2 separate regions of the Mus musculus genome follow, and region 2 is linked to region 1. The links are chromatin contacts, called in public HiChIP or PLAC-seq maps. All regions are on one chromosome and are shown on one strand. The core of a region is the stretch at or near the end of the contact, and the rest is flanking DNA. Distances in the headings are between cores, read along the strand shown.

The links. HiChIP or PLAC-seq counts read pairs in DNA pulled down with a chosen protein or histone mark.
Region 2: a contact with region 1 is called in an H3K27ac HiChIP or PLAC-seq map of extraembryonic endoderm stem cells. The contact joins the enhancer-like site here to the promoter of Tshr in region 1. A contact is called at or near these places in 3 of 39 promoter capture datasets (the 3T3-L1 cell line and macrophages), 1 of 484 Hi-C or Micro-C datasets (nephron progenitors), 2 of 115 datasets of contacts at active chromatin or transcription factors (embryonic stem cells and extraembryonic endoderm stem cells) and 1 of 9 other capture datasets (adipose tissue).

Annotation. Positions count from the first base shown.
Region 1 is chr12:91,399,110-91,402,706 of GRCm38.p6, reverse strand. Tshr (thyroid stimulating hormone receptor) reads right to left here and starts at 1,714. Exons shown (of 10, transcript NM_011648.5): 1 at 1,453-1,714. The coding sequence starts at 1,622.
Region 2 is chr12:91,474,277-91,478,049 of GRCm38.p6, reverse strand. All of the region lies in intron 1 of Tshr (thyroid stimulating hormone receptor), which reads right to left. Among named protein-coding and RNA genes, the nearest start is that of Gm40541, 61 kb to the left of the region's middle. Within about 2 kb of position 1,444, at least 5 of the 459 cell types and tissues checked have an H3K27ac peak or open chromatin away from gene starts, as enhancers often do. A contact at or near this core is called in extraembryonic endoderm stem cells, where this site is marked.

The DNA.
Region 1 (3,597 bases), core at 465-2,964:
CTTGCTTTGTCTAGGTTTCCTAGTGTCATTCTCCAGTGAGAGTTCTCCTGCATATCAAAGATGGTCAAATGTCCCAAATGGGCAGTAGGGATAGCAGCTCCCCCAGTCCCCATCACAGCCCCTGCTATAATGACGGTCCCTGTGCCTCCCTGGAGAGGCAAGTAAGAAAAGATCCAGTGCTGCATTGGAACTGTCTCTCCTTCCCATCCATAAGACCACAGAAGCATTGTATCGGCAGTGTAGAGAGAGGAGATCGACTTCACTCTCACTACCATAGTACACAGGTAGATCATGCTAAGGAAGAAACACCCTCAGCATGTTAGCAACATATCAAACAGCCAGCCCAGGATGTTTAGCATCCTGATGGATGCTGCAAAGTGAGGCTAACTCAAGGATTTGCGTTATAAACCAGAGGTCTCTTCAAAAACTCTAAATGAGGATGGGGTGGAGATGGCAGAACACTGTCTTGACATGACATGGCTGTGAGCCAATAGAAGCTGTGATTGCCTGCCCATGACCTGAGTACGTTTAAACCCTTTAGCATACTGCCATAAAGTGGGTAAGGGCTCAGAAGGCCCCCACCCCTACCTGAAGATTTAACAGATGTTGATGTTTCCTTGGTTCCTTGGGAGGGAGAGACATTTTCTTTATGTGGTTTCACCACTGGTAACTGCTCAGGCTCCTATAACCCCCTCATGTATGCTCCTGTAAGCAATCTAGTTAAACCCCTTTGGGACACACACATTCAGGAGACTAGTTCAGAATAAAGGAGAGATCAGATGGAATGGGAGGGGAACCCTCCCCCTTTTTTGAAACCCTTCTTGGTTCTGACAAGTCCAAGGATTCATTTCTAATAGGCTCCCGATTATGTTTTGTTTTGTTTTGTTTTGTTTCCTTCTTATAGACAGAGTCTGTCTACATAGCCCTGGCTACCTTGGAACTCACTATGCTGACCAAGCTGGACTGGAACTCACAGAAATTCACAGAAAGTCTCTTGACTGCTGGGATTAAAGTCGAGAGCCACTATGCCGTCTCTGATCAAGCTTTTAACAATTATTTGATAAGTCAAATGGCCAAGGTAATTTCTCATCTAGGGATACTTACAGGGGAATTTGGGAAGAGAAGCAATTGTATTTTCTAAGATAAGTTTTAAAAGTTAATTCTTAAGGTTGTGTGTGTGTCTAACTATTACTTGATGTGAAACTAGAATCCAGCGGGCACTAGGAGTTGGCACAATGTAGACAGACTACTTGTAACTTTTTATTAAGCACAACTCCCAGGTATCTTGAACCAAAGTTTTATTAGGGATTCTGTCCCCCGTGTCAGCAGCATAGCTGACCTTCCCGAGCATGGGGGATTGAATTTGTACAGGGACTGACCAGATATCCGCGCACACCCCAACACACACCACGAATTTCTCGGGGGGGGGGGGTCTTGGCCTTGGCTACTCACAGAGTCTGGGTGCTGGGCGGCAGGCTGGGGATTCGGTGGAGCTCCTTGCAGGTGACTCTGAAGTCGTCCTCCTGGTGACACTCACAGGGTGGAGACGCACACTCTTTGCCCCGCAGGCTCCTGGACAGGGCGAGCAGCAGAACAAGCAGCAGCAGGGACCCTGGCCTCATTTTCCAAGGGACCCTCTGGGCTACTTCATCGTTGCGCGCTGTCGCCACATTCTCAGTGCCCTGCGTCTGACGCTGGAAGAGACCCGGGTGCAGGAGGGGAAGGGAGGGAGGAGGAGGGCTCCGAGGGGCTGTGACCTCATCGCTGGAGAGCACGCTGGAGAGGGGGAAGGAGAGGCTCTCAAGTGCTCCGCTTGCCTAGGCAACTCTCCATCCAAACAAGCCTGCTTGCGGCACTTCATCAGCCTCGCAGCGCCTTCTGTTCCGAGACACCCAACCTCGGTCCCTGTGTCGTTCCCTCCCTGTCACCTATTAGTTCTTTCTTAAGTCTAGACACGCTTTCGTCTCTCCTGGTCTCCGAACTCCTGAAGCTACATTTCCCGACTGAGCAGCCTTTAAGAGCTGTGCCGACCGGGGACCCACCCAAATGGGCTCCGTCTAATGTCTCCACGGAGGGGACTGTTGTGGGACTCTCTAGTGTCCCGTGGAACTTCGGCTTCTCCAGGTTAAAAGTCTCCGGAGCAGTCAGCACAACCCGTGACAGCTTAGAGTGCAGCTGAAGGGGGACGAGTCACTCCGGGCGAGACAATCCTCCATGCTGTCTAGCTGGAACAGCCACGGTCCAGCTTGGAGGCGCCACTAAACGTCTGGAGATGCTGCTCTCACCAAACCCAGCAGCTCCGTGAAGTCAGGCGCTGGGCTCTGGGGCCATCTGCTGTAGATAACTGGGAACTGCGCACACAGGTTCCCTTGCCTGCACGGTAACAGTCTGGTTTTACGAATCTGCTTAGAATCCTAGACACTTTTCATTCTCATCCACCCTCTCCAGAAATCCAGAATGAAGAGAACACTTAAGTGCCACCTTGCTCTTCTCACACCCACCAAGAATATTAGCTACAAATGTAAACTAGATTGTGTCAATTTTCTTCTTGGAAGTATAACTGCTTGCTCGTTCCTCTAGGAGCAAAAGGAATACTAACTCCTCACATGCCACACGGCTTCTTTTACAGGTAACTCCAGAGCAGGAGGGAAAGGTGTGGTGGTGGAAATCAGAAGAAACATGAAGAGAGAAGGCTCTAAAAATACAGGATGGAGGTTAAGGGCAGGTAAATATTAAGATTTATTGAACTGTACCTTTAAGATATACACATCCCCATGTTTATAGAAACTTTATTGTCACCCCAAAGTGTAAACAACCCCACGTGTCCTTCAAGAAAACTGTGAATGCACAAACAATATTTCATAGAAAATGAATCGAGCTCTAGTTTACATGACATGTACAAATCTAGAACACGACTGGCAAGCACAAGGAACTAAATTCACAGCATTATGTACTTATGTGTGATCATTCCTATACATGACATTATGTGGTATTTTCGGTGGAAGTAAAGCCAGGGCTGGGGATAAAGCTCAGTTGGTAGAGTGCTTGCCTACCATGTTCAAGGCTCCAAACCTAGCCAAGTGTAAACTTGGTGTGGTGGGATACTTCTGCAATCCCAGCTGTGGGAGTCAGAGGCAGGAGGATCAAGGTACTTGGCTACATAGCAACTTGTAGGCCACCATAGGCTCTATGAGGCTCCAAAGGACTGAAGTCTTGAGAAGGAGGATGACTACAAACAGACACCCAGAGACTTTTCCTGGAAAATGAGATTGTTTACAGTCTCCTCTCTGCTGCACACATAGCAACTTGTAAATGTGGAGAGCTATAGTGCTTGCATTTTGAATGTTAAGCCCATCTTAAATCCAGGGATAAACACCCTTCGACTTTTCTGAATGTATTCTTGCAGCAATACATTTCTTTACTGAAATTCTATTTGAGGGTTTTGTGTAGATGTGCCTAAGGCAAAGTGGCCTGTTGCTCTTTATCTTTTGTATATTTTGTTCTCAGTAATTGATTCTTTCATCACGGAGTGAATTGAGAGATATCTTCTCTTTTCTACATTTCTATTAGGGTTTGTATACATTGCGCTTATCTGAT
Region 2 (3,773 bases), core at 195-2,694, 76 kb before region 1:
GCCGTGGCTTATGAAGTCATTGGCCTGTTGAGATCTAGTGGCATTTTCTCTTACTTATGGATCAGACGTCTCTCTCTGTTTTTGTTCTTTACTCCTCTATGTAGAGAAGTAAGACAGTGTGGTAAGTGCCATTGGGAGGGGCTCTCTGTGTTAGATGGACACAAATCCATCTCTCTGTGAATTAGGATCGGCCTTACTTCTGGCTGGCCACAGAATGCTGTAGAAGTGAAGTTCTGGGATCTTGACTTTTGCTAAGAAGCCTTGCTGCATCTCTGAGAATCCGTGGGGAATTTCTTCTGGGAGTTTGGTTCTGTTCTGTTAGTGTAACTACCTAGAGACTGCTGTGCAGAGAAGCCACAGAGGAGCTCCCAAGTGCCACCAGAGACTGACATTCAGATGAGTGTCACCAAGGCTGCATATGTGTAAATGAAGCCATCTCGGGGTCTCCAGCCAAGGCTACTTGTCACATGAATGGCTCTAAGAGATTTCTGTTTATACTGTGAGAACAATCCTGATCTCTTTCGTAGTACATATGTAAATGCAATGAAGTAGTTCTTATTTTAAAATCTCTTCATTTGGGGCAAATTCTTATGATGTGATAGATAACAAAAAATGTCCTTATCCAACATTGTTTACATAGACAGTTTGCATTCATGAGATTACTCATTGGACTTTAAGCTTTCTGAACCATTCAAAAAATGTGGAGTTCATTGAATTTGTGTTCTCATTGTAGTTCTGTGGATAGCAGAGTAGAGATTGTGTTTATATGCTTGCTTTTAGAATGTCTACTTGGAAGAAAGGAAAAGACTATAATTATTAGTTTTCTTTCATTAGATTAAAAAGTATTTAGAATATATTCAGTCTCCAGATATAATGGGTATAGTTTTCCTGACGTTTCTTGTAGATCTTTCCTGTGTGTTTAACACTTGAAAGCATTCCCCCCGAATTAGCCAACTGAGTATTGTTTAGTTGCCTGCAATTTGCAGTCCTCCTATCCTTTGAAACAATTCTTAAATTCTTCCCCTGCTACTGCAAACATGAGCAAAACAAACACTGCTCATTCTTGATAGAGAAGCCAAACAAAGGAGGAGGGGGTGGGAAGGAAGGGAGGGAGATATCCAGAAAAGGGAATGTGAATAGAGGATGGCACACCACTAAAAGAAATAGTATATTGTCATCAAAGTTTCTCTGAAAGACAGACAAACAAACAATTAAACAAACAAACTCAGATGTATATACATAGTTCCTTCCAAGGCACAACCATAGGGTCACAAACTGGGTGATGGGTCAATTCCTGTACAGGTTAGCTTTCCATCACCATCACCCCAGGAGAAAAACTGTAGACAGGTCTGCAAAATGGAGACTTACATGGGGACTCCTGGGACTGTGAATTCTGCAGAAGGAAACCTGAAACATTTCCTGATTGTTTTACTGATCCATGCAAGTCCACTTCCTGCTTCTCCAAACACTCCAGCTTTCACAGGTAGGTCTAATGAGTTATGCAATGCTACAATTTTATACAAAGAGGTAGCAAACGGGTGCATTACCTGGAAATATCTCACTGTCATAAAAGGAAAACCCTATCAGCAAAGTGTTCATTTATTTGTCCTGTGTGCTACAGCGGAAACTCATTGCCTACTGACAATCTTGATCGTCACAAAAAACACAGCAGTGAAAACCCTTTCTTCCTACAGTCCTCTCAGTTACAAAATAATCAAAGTGAAACCAGAGAACTCGTCATTTTGATGAAGTAATGTAAATGGGTAGAGCGTTTAGAAGGTTTAGGTTCATCTCCGCCTAGACAGCTGTTGGTGCTTTCAAAAGCTCAGAGCACTTTTACATCTTGTAAAGTCCTTTTCTGAGGGATAGCATTAAACTTAGAAAATCTGGTTTCACACAGTGGGAAAAAATCACTGGTCAAGTGAATTTAATTCACATTTATCATCTCATGATTTTTGATGATGCTTACATTTTTCCCATAATTCACTGGGAAAGACAGAAAAGAAGAATAACATACTTCCTAGTCATGATTCAAGGAGAATTCACTTCCTGTGTCAAGATCTAAAGTAAAAACTTCAGGCTTTTTTTTTTTTTTTGGCTTTATTTATTTTTTTTTCTTTCCATTTTTTATTAGGTATTTAGCTCATTTACATTTCCAATGCTATACCAAAAGTCCCCCATACCCACCCACCCCCACTCCCCTACCCGCCCACTCCCCCTTTTTGGCCCTGGCGTTCCCCTATTCTGGGGCATATAAAGTTTGTGTGTCCAATGGGCCTCTCTTTGCAGTGATGGCCGACTAGGCCATCTTTTGATACATATGCAGCTAGAGTCAAGAGCTCCGGGGTACTGGTTAGTTCATAATGTTGATCCACCTATAGGGTTGCAGATCCCTTTAGCTCCTTGGGTACTTTCTCTAGCTCCTCCATTGGGAGCCCTGTAATCCATCCATTACTGTGGGCATCCACTTCTGTGTTTGCTAGGCCCCGGCATAGTCTCACAAGAGACAGCTACATCTGGGTCCTTTCGATAAAAATCTTGCTAGTGTATGCAATGGTGTCAGCGTTTGGATTCTGATTATGGGGTAAGGACACATGCTCCACTATGTTCATAGCAGCCTTATTTATTATAGCCAGAAGCTGGAAAGAACCCAGATGCCCCTCAACAGAGGAATGGATACAGAAAATGTGGTACATCTACACAATGGAGTACTACTCAGCTATTAAAAAGAATGAATTTATGAAATTCCTAGCCAAATGGATGGACCTGGAGGGCATCATCCTGAGTGAGGTAACACATTCACAAAGGAACTCACACAATATGTACTCACTGATAAGTGGATATTAGCCCAAAACCTAGGATACCCAAGATATAAGATACAATTTCCTAAACACATGAAACTCAAGAAAAATGAAGACTGAAGTGTGGACACTATGCCCCTCCTTAGAAGTGGGAACAAAACACCCTTGGAAGGAGTTACAGAGACAAAGTTTGGAGCTGAGATGAAAGGAGGGACCATGTAGAGACTGCCTTATCCAGGGATCCACCCCATAAACTTCAGGCTTTTAAAACAATATATTTTGAGGTGCCCGCCCGGCTGGGGAGGCGACCTAAGCCACAGCAGCAGCGGTCGCCATCTTGGTCCGAGACCCGCCGAACTTAGGAAATTAGTCTGAACAGGTGAGAGGGTGCGCCAGAGAACCTGACAGCTTCTGGAACAGGCAGAAGCACAGAGGCGCTGAGGCAGCACCCTTTGTGGGCCGGGGACAGCCAGCCACCGTCTGGACCGGAGGACAGGTGCCCGCCCGGCTGGGGAGGCGGCCTAAGCCACAGCAGCATCGGTCGCCATCTTGGTCCGAGACCCGCCGAACTTAGGAAATTAGTCTGAACAGGTGAGAGGGTGCGCCAGAGAACCTGACAGCTTCTGGAACAGGCAGAAGCACAGAGGCGCTGAGGCAGCACCCTTTGTGGGCCGGGGACAGCCAGCCACCGTCCGGACCGGAGGACAGGTGCCCGCCCGGCTGGGGAGGCGGCCTAAGCCACAGCAGCAGCGGTCGCCATCTTGGTCCGAGACCCGCCGAACTTAGGAAATTAGTCTGAACAGGTGAGAGGGTGCGCCAGAGAACCTGAGAGCGTCTGGAACAGGCAGAAGCACAGAGGCGCTGAGGCAGCACCCTTTGTGGGCCGGGGACAGCCGGCCACCTTCCGGACCGGAGGACAGGTGCCCGCCCGGCTGGGGAGGCGACCTAAGCCACAGCAGCAGCGGTCGCCAT